Regions from separate parts of the Anas platyrhynchos genome. Here region 1 is linked to region 2. The links are chromatin contacts, called in public Hi-C maps. All regions are on one chromosome and are shown on one strand. The core of a region is the stretch at or near the end of the contact, and the rest is flanking DNA. Distances in the headings are between cores, read along the strand shown. Region 1 holds the start of BCL7B (BAF chromatin remodeling complex subunit BCL7B). Region 2 holds the start of NSUN5 (NOP2/Sun RNA methyltransferase 5).

The links. A called contact is a pair of places that touch in the nucleus more often than the background predicts.
Region 1: a contact with region 2 is called in a Hi-C map of skeletal muscle, with 2.5 times the contacts expected there. The contact joins the promoter of BCL7B here to the promoter of NSUN5 in region 2. A contact is called at or near these places in 2 of 8 Hi-C or Micro-C datasets (liver and skeletal muscle).

What each region holds. Positions count from the first base shown.
Region 1 is chr20:11,568,950-11,574,564 of IASCAAS_PekinDuck_T2T, forward strand. BCL7B (BAF chromatin remodeling complex subunit BCL7B) reads left to right here and starts at 3,969. Exons shown (of 6, transcript XM_038165718.2): 1 at 3,969-4,204; 2 at 4,468-4,543; 3 at 4,798-4,894. The coding sequence starts at 4,113. TBL2 (transducin beta like 2) reads left to right here. Exons shown (of 7, transcript XM_027445916.3): 4 at 364-515; 5 at 1,377-1,503; 6 at 2,383-2,535; 7 at 2,912-3,482. The coding sequence ends at 3,368. It overlaps LOC119713268 (a long non-coding RNA gene), which reads right to left and starts at 2,912. Exons shown (of 2, transcript XR_005260278.2): 1 at 2,590-2,912; 2 at 1,168-1,801.
Region 2 is chr20:11,418,267-11,423,413 of IASCAAS_PekinDuck_T2T, forward strand. It overlaps NSUN5 (NOP2/Sun RNA methyltransferase 5), which reads right to left and starts at 1,459. Exons shown (of 10, transcript XM_038165706.2): 1 at 1,298-1,459; 2 at 1,078-1,200; 3 at 833-1,007; 4 at 649-757; 5 at 210-348. The coding sequence starts at 1,390. It overlaps TRIM50 (tripartite motif containing 50), which reads right to left. Exons shown (of 6, transcript XM_038165913.2): 2 at 4,536-4,631; 3 at 3,447-3,677; 4 at 3,106-3,128; 5 at 2,689-2,813; 6 at 1,606-2,365. The coding sequence ends at 1,758.

The DNA.
Region 1 (5,615 bases), core at 2,719-5,218, 150 kb after region 2:
GGAGGTGCTTGTTAAGATCTCTGTCTGCAAGCCAGCTTGAAGTGCTAGGCCTCTCTGGAGAACGGGGGTGAGAGCTCTTGCTGCCTGGGGAGGTTGCTTGAAAAGCCTGCCTTGGCATTTTGCAAAGTGGCCTCCTTTAGAGACAGGAAAGGATCTGGTTTCCAGGTGTTGTTTTCCATTCAGTGTTGCAATTGAGCTAACACAGGGAGAACTTGGTACCCTCATAAAACAAAGCTTTTTATCTGTCACTGTGTATCCCTTTCTCCAGGTGTCACTGAATGACCTATTAACTTACCTTATAGATAGACTGAACTGAGGTATCTTGTTTCTTAATGGTTCAGAGTGACATGTCCTTCCACTTAGGGCATTCATTGTCTGGCTGGCAAATGGCGAGACTATTCGTGTCTACAAAATGACTAAGAAGGATGATGGCACCTTCACCTTCACTGCGACTTCTGAGGACTTCCCAAAGAAACACAAAGCTCCTGTCATCAATATAGGAATTGCAGAGACAGGTATGGTGATGACAATCTGCTTGCTTGTCAAGGCTCTCCAGATCTGCTTTGATTTTCCTTTAAAGCAATGGCTGCTGGGTTTAAAGTGTTAGGGTTTTTGGCTTAATTAAGACCCACTTGATTCTCTGTGTTCTTCCAGATGTTATTTTTTAGCCTTTGTTTACTAGTAAGTAAATAGGAAGGCATAGGTTGCAAAGAAACAATTTTCATGTAAACACAGTATTACCTCCCTGATACACACAATCTTTTTGCAACAGTATCCTTGAAAATCTAAATTAAGAGGTCTTGTCTCAATATTGAGAGCATTTCTGTTCTCTGTCTCACCTGTCTCTTTAACCAGTCAGAAATCTCCCCAGTAAGTTCATAGATTAGGAAGAGTAGGATCTATCTTGGACTTCTCGGATTTTTCAGACCAGAGCCTGGAAGGGAGTTTGTTAGCAGTGAGGGAACTGATGGATGGTTCAGGTATGTGACAATGGGCAGTTGAAAGTGGGTAGATACAAGTTCTCCTCTGCAATAGAAGAGCAGAGAAAATGGTAACTGAGGCCCTTGTTCAGCTGCAGAAGTGAAAATGGAAATGGGTTGGAAAGGTCCTGGGGTGAGAAGCACGCAGCATTGCCAGCTGACAGCTGCTGAAGCCACAGGTTTGAGCATTAAGTTATTAACCAGGAGTTAAGCCTTCTGACACTGCTTTTCACTCTGTGCCAGGAGATCAGCACTCGAATTCTGGTGTTACTTTTGCTTTTCTTGATTGTTCTGGTGCAGAGAGATTGCTCTGCTTAGGGACTGTCCTAGTCCTTTGGAAAGTCTGTGACAGCTTTAGGCCTAGATGCGCTCCTGATCTCTGTCTTTTTTCCCCAGGAAAGTTTATCATGACAGCTTCCAGTGATACTACTATCCTAATCTGGAACCTGAAAGGTGAAGTCCTTGCCAGCATTAACACTAACCAGATGAACAATGCCTATGCTGCAGTGTCACCCTGTGGGAGGTGAGGTGCATGCAGGTATTCCAAGCTGTTCCTGCTGAGAAGTGGGAGGCCACAAGAATAAACAACCTTGCTCCTTCTCAGAGGAAATTATCAGATCATCTGCAGCTTGTTGTTACTATAATGCAGTTTTCTGAGGGTTCCACATTATTTTATTTATTTATTTATTTTTTAAAAAGATTCCTGCCCCCGAGAACAGTCCCTCCAGGAGTGCTGATTCCCACCTGCACGATCTCAGACGCTTAGTGGTTTGTCATTGTGTCTCAGGAACTGCTGTTCCCGTTAACCATCTCTTGAATACCTGAGGGAGAGAACAGTACTGGCTTTGGGTGGCAAAGTGGGTGGGCCAATGTAAACAGTGTGTACATAGCAAATAACATTTTTAGTGCAGTTTTTAACCTTTTAAATGTTAATTACAAAATTAAAATCTTTATTACCTAAAGGTTGTTTATCAGGAAAATCTTGTTCTCAGCTCTGTCTCTAACCTGTTGCTGTAGCAAGCCTGTTAGTATGCACTGATCCCACTGAGTTCGGGGATCACAGCACTTAGGTTTTTTACTTTGTCTGAGTAGTTTCTCAATGTTAAGTTGTTGAGTTGCTGCTCTTGTCCCTGGTGGCCTTCCTTGGCGTTCCCTTTACTAGTCTACCAGTGAAAACTTTTTCAGCAGATCAAAGCAAAGTTCTGAATGTAGGTGTCCAGATAGGATTGACTTCACAGAGCCCGCCCTTATGCGTTCCTCTGCGAGGCACCCTGTAGGACTGCAAGTGGCCTCTGCCTCCCTCAGAGGAGAGCTCTGTGTGGCTGTGGCTATAGAGCTCTGTGGCCCAGCCAAAATAACAAATTTGTAACAAATACCCTGTCTCACTCTTTCTTCTACCCAGGTTTGTGGCATCGTGTGGCTTTACCCCTGATGTAAAGGTGTGGGAAGTGTGTTTTGGCAAGAGTGGAGACTTTCGGGAAGTGATCAGGGCTTTTGAGTTGAAAGGCCACACTGCTGGCATACATTACTTCTCCTTCTCTAATGACTCGAGGCGGTAAGTTAGTGTTATTTCACTGCCTGAAATAGCACCATCAGGACACATGCTCACCCCTTCCAGTGTGCCTGAGCAGCTCATCCAAACAGACTGCAGCCCTGCACAGTGTGGGGAAACTCTGCTGTGTGTGTGCTCCTGGGAGCACAGGGAGTGCCTTGGGCCATCTTCGCCTTCCCCAAGGGTTTCCTCCTGGTGGGTGACCGTTGCTGTAGAAAGAAGGATGCATACAGGCATACACAGGTATACACATGCATACAGGCTCACGCTGCCCAAAAGAGCACTCTATCCACAAAGGAAAGGATTCCTTCTTTGCAGATGTGGAAGGGGATTAGGGGGATTTTTCCTTGCAGTCATGTGGTTTATGTCCTGCCTGTAGGATGGCGACTGTTTCGAAGGACGGTACATGGAAATTCTGGGACACAGATGTGGAATATAAGAAGCAACAAGATCCATACCTGCTTCTGACAGGGAAGTGTGAAGTAACAGAACCATGTCACATTGCCCTGTCCCCTGATGCTCATGTCGCAGCCATCTCTTGTGGTACAAGCATTATTGTGTACAACACTCGAAGAGGAGAAGAGGAGGAGCGCTTTGTTGGTGTTCATGGACAGTGCATAACAGACTTGGCTTTTGACACTAGCAGCCGCTACCTGGTGTCTTGTGGAGACCGGGCCATCCGCGTGTTCCACAACACCGCTGGCTACCGGGCGGTAGTGGAGGAGATGGAGACCATGCTGAAAAAAACTTCCAACAAAGCCACCCGAGAGAGACTGGAGCAGCAGATCACCAGTGCCAAGAAAGCACTGGCAGCAATCTATGGCAGGAAGCACTAGTCCTCTTTGCCCACAGTAGCATTTTCCAGTTCCCTGCAGTTGTAGGGAGCAGTGTGCTGCGGCTGGTTTTTAATAACACTGAACAATTTGTAATAAAAGAGCTCTTTGACTGCTCACGCAGAGCCTTCCTTCTGTGCTTTCCGAGTGTGGTAATACAGAGCTGGATGATGCAGGGCTGACGGGGGGTGCGAGAGGCGGTCTCGAAGGGCCTCTGGCTGTCTCCGGCTGCTTGCTCCCACCCAGCGGTCGCTGATGTTGCCGGGGGGGCCGTCGTGGTCTCCCCGCCTTCACGGGGCGGGCTGTTTCCACTCCAGAGAGCCGGCGGCGGTGGGGGCTGCGTGCTGGCAGCGGGGAGGGAGCGCAGCGCCGGGCCGCCTCCCCGGCCCCGAAGCCGGCAGCGGGGAGGGGCGAGGGGGCGCTCCACCGCACCGGGGGCTGGGCGCGGGGACGCCTCCGCGGGCACGGGGCCCCGGGCCGCGGCCCCGCCCCGGGCCGGCCACAGCTCAAGATGGCGGCGGCCGCCTCGCCCCACCTTCGCGCCTCCTCCTCCTCGCGCGCCGGCGGGCGGGGCGAGCCGCGCAGGCGCAGTGCGCGCCGCTACGCTGAGGCCTCCCTCCTCCCTTCCCCCGGGCGCGGCGTTACGCGTTGACGCAGCGCGCGGGGCGGAGGCGGGGCGGAGCCTGCGCATGCGCAGGGTGCGGCGGCGGGTGCTGCGGAGCCGGGGCTGCCGGGGCTGCGGGCGCCATGTCGGGCCGCTCGGTGCGCGCCGAGACCCGCAGCCGCGCCAAGGATGACATCAAAAAAGTGATGGCGGCCATCGAGCGCGTCCGCAGATGGTGAGGGGCGGGGCCCGGGGGGGCGGGGCCTGCCGACCCGCAGCCAATCCCCGTGCCACGCGGCTGTCGGCGGAGCTGCTCCGGGGCCGAGCCTCCAATCGGAGCGCCGCGCGGGGCGGGGGGCGGTGCCAGGGAAGCGGCGGCCAATTGGCGCGCTCGGCCGCTCGGGAGCGGGGGGGGGTTGGAGCGGAAGCGCCGGTGACGGGCGGGCCGCGGGACCAATGGCGAGCGGGCGGCGCGGCGCTGACGGGCGTGTGGCGCAGGGAGAAGAAGTGGGTGACGGTGGGCGACACCTCGCTGCGCATCTTCAAGTGGGTGCCGGTGGCCGACAGCAAGGAGGTGAGCGCCGCCCTGCGGCAGCCCCCCCGCCGGTTTCCTCGCGCTGCCCGCGGCCCTGCCGGCCCCGCAGGAGCCGTCCCGGCCGGGCTCTGCCGCCCCCCCCCCCCCCCCGCCCCGCCTCTTCCCTCGCTCCCGGCGGGCGCCCGCGGGCTGCCGGCACGGGGAGGGAGTGGGCCTGGGGGGCGGCCTCTGCGGGGCGCGTCCCGCAGCCCGGCCCCGTCGCCTCGCCTTGTGCTTTTCTTTCTTTCCTCAAGAAAGAGAAATCCAAGTCAAGCAGCAGCAGTGCCCGAGAGCCCAACGGTTTCCCAGCGGACACTTCTGCCAACTCCTCGCTCCTCCTGGAGTTTCAAGGTGAGCCTGGCAGCGTCTGCTTCCCTGCCGAGCGGGGGGAAGACTCCAAGGCCTTACAGCGGGGGGGGGGTGTTGCTGGCTGATGCGTGCTGCCTGGTGGGAAGAGCAGCACACATCTTCAGCGCGGGGTTGTGCTGTTCTACCTATTCCACTTCTGGACTGTTCCTGCTGAAAATGCTGATTCTTGCCGTCAAAAAGAATCATAATCAGCCGCTTCTGGAGTGTTTCTGTGAGCAGTTTAATGGGGAACTGGAGGAGTGGGGATTCCTGTTCCCACTTTGCAGTCCCTGCTGGGGGACAGATGAGTGGCTGCCTGCAGCTGAGGCCCCTGCTTACTGTAAGGACTGGCACAGACTTTGGGATGAAAGCACAGAGGACCTTTGGTTGCTGCCAGACTGAGGGAAGGCAGTGTAAGATGATAAAGGAGAGGTTTTCTGTGAATGTAATGCTACACCTCCCTTGTTGCTGGATGTGCTGCAGTGGCAAGATGGGCTTGTTTCCTCTTCCCTGGTACTGTTAGCGTGCTTTGGCTGGGTTGGCGTGGTGATTCAGGGTTTTGCTTTCAGACCTGCTCAGACCTTTCCTTGTGGAGCAGCATCTCTGTCCTGCGGGTTGCTGCTTGTGATCCAGGAGTGCTGTAGCAGCGACGAGCAATCTCTGATGGAGCTGATCAGTGCACAAGCCCGCTGCTGGAGCAGAGTGTATGCCTGTCCCCAGACAA
Region 2 (5,147 bases), core at 209-2,708:
GCCATGTTCCTCCCAGCTGCTTGTCAAGCAAACAAGCAAAGCTGGGGGGGAACCCCACAGACTCAGGCTGTGCTCAGAGTTTCTGTTTCGTTCAAGTGCTGCAGCAAAGCAGCCCCAAGTCCAGACCTTAGGGGGAAAAGACAGCCTCCACTCCTGCCTGTGGTTTTCCCACCTCTGCACTGCAGCTTCCTGCTCCCCAGCTCTCTGACCTTATCCTGCAGAATGATGTGTCCTGATGTATAGAGACGGTTGTCGTGGAAGTCAGTCTGCGGAGGGAAAACCAGCAGCTCTGGGAGATGAAGATCCAGTAAGAATTTCTTCCCAGAGAGGGTCCTCAGCTCTTCCATGCTGTCCACAAGGAAAGAGATTGAGCACAATCCTGCTCCACCATGCCCAAAATCAGAACCCTCCAGAGCCCAGGCACAGAAACCCCTTCGTCCCACACCTCCTCTCTCTCCACTTCAGCTCCAGGCAGCACCCAGAGAGGCAGAAGGTAGGAATGGGGAACGTGGCAGCAGAGACCCTGAACCAGCCACTGTGAGCAGCAGCATCGCCCCTTCATCGCCCACCAGCCTTCATCCTGCAGGAGCTCGCTGCCCGCCCACCAGCACCACTCCGACACACAGGCTGGGGCAGGGGATCGCTCACCTGCCTGCCTTGCCCAGGAAGGAGTAGCCCTGGCGCTTGAAGAAGTCCACCACATCGTCCACACGCGTCTTCAGGGTGTTGACCCGGACGTAGCGGGGGACACACGGGGCTGGGGAGCACAGGGAGGGGGGAGTCAGACCCGGCCCCGCCGCCGCGGGGAGAGCCCGGCCCCCGCCCCGCTCACCTCCGGGGCCGGCTCCCGGGCCGGGCGCCAGCAGCTCCTCGTTGCGGCTCACCCCGCGCCGCACCTTCAGCCGGGCCAGCTCGGCCTCCAGCCGCGCCCGGTGCCGCCGGACCAGCGCCTTCCAGCGGCCCCCGCACTTGAGGCCCTTCCCGAACAGCAGGTCGTACACCAGCACCTGCGGGCAGCCGTCAGCGCCGCGAGGCCCCGCGGCCGGCCCCCCCCCCCCTCCCCACGGCCCCCCTCACCTTGGCCAGCGGCAGCGGCAGCCTCCTCTCGGCCCGCAGCAGCGCGGCGCCGTCCAGCAGCGCCTCCAGCACCGGGGAGTAGCGCAGGGTCTCGGCCACCAGCGCGTACAGCTGCCGGGTGTGCTGCGGGGCGGCAGCGGCACCGCGCGGTCACGGGCGCTGCAGCCCCCCGGGCCCCCCCGGACCCCCCCGCCCCGCCCCGCCCCGCCCCGCCGCGCACCGGGAAGCGGCTGCCGTACACCAGCCCGCTCAGGCCGCCCTCGCCGCGCTCCAGCCCGCTCAGGACGGCGGCGGCCGCTCCGTACAGCGCCATGGCCGCCCCCACGCGCTGCCTGCGCCGCCGCCGCCGCCGTCACTTCCGCCGCACGCCTCGGCTCGCCCCGCCCCCGCCCCTCACGGCCCCGCCCCGAGCGCTCGCATCGCCCCGCGGCCCCCGCCCCGCGGCCCCCGCCCCTCCCGCAAGCCCCACCCAGCGCCGGGCCCCGCCTCGGTCGCCCCGCCCCGCCCCGCCCTCACCCTCAGGCCCCGCCCCCCAGGCCCGGTCTCGGCGGGCGGCTCGCAGCGGGCGCGGCGCGGCTCGGGCAGTGCCGTTTATTGAGCGGGGCCGCGGCCGCGCTCCCCGAGGGGCCGGGAGGGGCCCTCCCGCGGGGGGGGGTCCGAGGCTCGCCCCGGCGGCCGCGCTACGGCTCGGCGGGCGCCTCGGGGAGCGGCTGGCGGCACGGCCCCTGGGGGCGCCGGGTGGCGCCGGGGGGGGGCAGGATGATAGGGGGCGAGTAGGGCCCCCGCTCGGGCCAGCACAGGTCCACAATGGGGTAGAGCTGGCCCTGGAACTCCGCCTGGAAGGTGTAGATGGGGCTGAGCTCGTCGGGGCTGTCGGCGTTGTAGAAGGTCAGCTCGCCCCTCTCGTAGTGCAGGTAGATGCCGATGCGCTGCGGCCGGGCGGTCAGGGGAAGGGTGGCCCGCGGGGTGCTGAAGGCCTCGTAGACTTTGCCTTCCTTCAGGCCAATGAGCCACACGCCGTTCTCAGGAGACTTGCTGAGCTTCCCTTTGCGGCTGACTGTGCCCTTGATGATGCCCACGCGCCAGTGGTTGCGGGTGCCCACGATCACCTCCCAGTAGTGTTGGCCACAGGAGAAGCCCTTGCAGGTGAGGATGCAGCTGCTGGAGTCAAAACGCTTGGGGTTGCTATCCCGGCGCTGGTAGAGTCCACATTGCACCACTGTGTCACCCTTGAAGAGTTCCAAGAGGGGATGTGCTGTCACCGGGTCCAGTTTCAGCATCTCTGGAGCTGAAAAGAAAGCAGTCAGCCTCCAGCCACAATAGCAGGTAGGGCTGTGGCTCCAGGTGACGCTGACTCTGCCCTGAGAGCTGGCACAGCCAGAGGGGCTGGTGCTGCTGAACTCTAAGCAGACAAAGTGTTACACAAGAGCAGGCTGCTACCAGCATGAGATGCTGGGCCAGCCACTGCTCCAGGAGCTCTCCTGGAGGTGAGAAGAACACAACTGGAGAGCAAGTCAGAGGCCAGCGTGGTGCCAGCTGGGCAGCCTGTCCCAGCAGCATGTGCCAGTAAGCCAGGACTCCCAGTGTGATGCCAGGTGGGGAGGTTGGTACCTGGCAGGACATGGCGGTGCAGCCGCTTCCAAACTGTCATCTTGATGTCATCTTGGTGGAAACATGGCTTGAAGGAAATGGGGCTAAAGATGCCATCACCTGGGAGCAGGCTGGGAAGCTCTGACCTGGAAAGACATGGGCAGCCATGGCAGAGTTGATGTGTGTATGGCCTCTTCTCACCTTCTACTATGTATGATGGAGCCCCTGGCATCTCCACAGCTGCTCTTGACCTCTTCTGGGGCTGCATGCATGGCTCTGGCCGTGGCTCTCCATCGTGACAGCAACGACCACGGAAGTGAGCAGGGAAGTGTGTCCATGCTAGATTACCCCAGCAATGCTGAGGTGCCCACTGGCTTGGGCTCTTTAGCCCCAGTGCAGAGGTGCTGCTGTCCCCACCGGTTCCATCCCATCACTCACCTGAACTGGGAGGAGCTGTATTTCTGGAAAACACAAGAGAAAGAAAGAGTCAGTGGTGGGAGGCTCGCAAAATGGCACTTATCTGCATGGTCACACCTCCACATATCTGTGCCCCACACCAGAAAGGCCAGGCTTCTCCTCTCCTGGGCCTCTGCCATCTGGGGAGGCCCTGGCTGGACAAAGGGCACTGACATCTCACTTCTCTTGGTATTCTAGCTATGCTTGGTGGGGGTTCTCACTGCTCAGGGGAAGGCCCAGGGCTGTGAGCAGTCAGACGAAGGCAGGAGAGCCTGTCTGACCCTTACCACCTTCCTGAAGCACACACTCGTGAGCATACTCACACGGATGAAATCAAGCTGGTTTTCATTGCTGAGCATCTCCAGAGAGCTATGTATCTCCTTCAGCCTCTGCAGGGCATCTGATGTCTGCTTGACCTGGGACTCAATGGAGGTTATGAGCTGGGCTGCTTTCCCCTCAACGCTCTCCAGGAAGGTGGCCTTCTCCTCATCAATGTATCTGTGCAGCTCCTGGAACTCCTTCCGGATCACCCACTTGAAGACATCTGCCTCGTTCTGCAGGGAGACAGCAAGTGGCTGTGCAGGACTGCATTACTACGTTCCCTTCACCTGCTTTCTGGTTTCTGAGGCGCCAGCGGAAAAGTCTGTGCATCCCAGCAAGCTGCCCTCCACTTCTGTTCCAAATCAAGAGCATCTCTTCACAGAGGCTAAATGTCTTTCCACCTTGCTGGCCTCAGCACCATGGCACCCCTCCCTTACACCCCGCCCAGATTTTGTGTTCCTGATGCCCCAGCTGGCTTCGTCAGAACCTTGGAAGAGAGTTTTCAGATCCCTCTGCTGCCAGGGAACAACCTGTGTCCTGGGCTAAGTGGGGGAAGTGCAGCTCCAGTTTAATTTGGGTTCAGCCTTTCTGAGGATCCCCACTGGGAAGCTTAAGCCTCAGAAGGGATACCAAGAGGTCTCTTTGAGATGTCTACTGTGTGGAAAACAGACACACATCTAAACCAAACATAAACTCAATGTGCAATTATCAGTGTTCTGACTGGGAAGTCTGCTCTGAGTAGGGTGTTTTTCACTGTTATCATCTCCAAGGACGTTCGGTCAAAAAAGCTTTGTCCTGCCAGGACACTCAGTAAAGGTTACATCACCCCTTTGGAAAACAAAAGCCACCAGAGAGGGCTACGTCACCTTTCCCAAAACAGGGCTATGTTTAATCCCCAAGTTTCATGGAGAACAGCAATCTCAGGGAACGGGGTGAATGATAAGCCCTGTCTGCTGCCCCAGGGAAGGGAGAAGAGAGGGAGAGGAAAAGAGGAGGTGAACTGAGGAGACCCAGGAGTAGAGGTTGCTCCAAGAGTTGTGCAGGACATAAGGGACTACGCAAAGCAGGCTCCCTTGGCATGTGGCACTCACTGCAATGCGGCTTTTGTTGTTGATGAGCTTGCTGAAGTGTTCATCCAGGTTCCTCTTGTACTGGTGGACATCGGTTAGCAGCATAGACAGCTCCTCCTAAAACAACAGTAACTCTCTCTAGGACGGTCCTCTCTGCCAGCCTACTTGATCAAAGGCTGTCCTCCTGTGCTTGCCAGCCCCCCAAGAAGCTGTGGCCCTGAAAAGCCATGCTCTTCCAAGCTTTCTGGGGTCCTGCACATCCTGCTGATCACTTGGATCTACAGGATTTGGGGTTGCCAGAGGCAGGAGAACACTCAGAGCATGCCAAGTACTCTTGCCAGGAGCACCACATCTCTGCTCCCGTTCCTGCCCCTCCATACCTTGCACCCATTGCAGCTCTGCACTGGTGACACCCTGTTGGCACCAGTGCCCAGAGTCTGACTCAGGCAGGGTGTTTTTTTCTGGTGCCTCCCACTCTTATCACCCCAGTGTCAGGAGCTGAGGGGAACAGTGGTCCCGTGCTTTTCCATTCCTTGGGCTTTCATGTGATGTTGGGTAGGGGATGCCAGCTATTTACTCTGCCTGGCTGGGGCTCCTGTTTCCCTGCCTCCTTGCTCTCCTGTGGCACCTCGC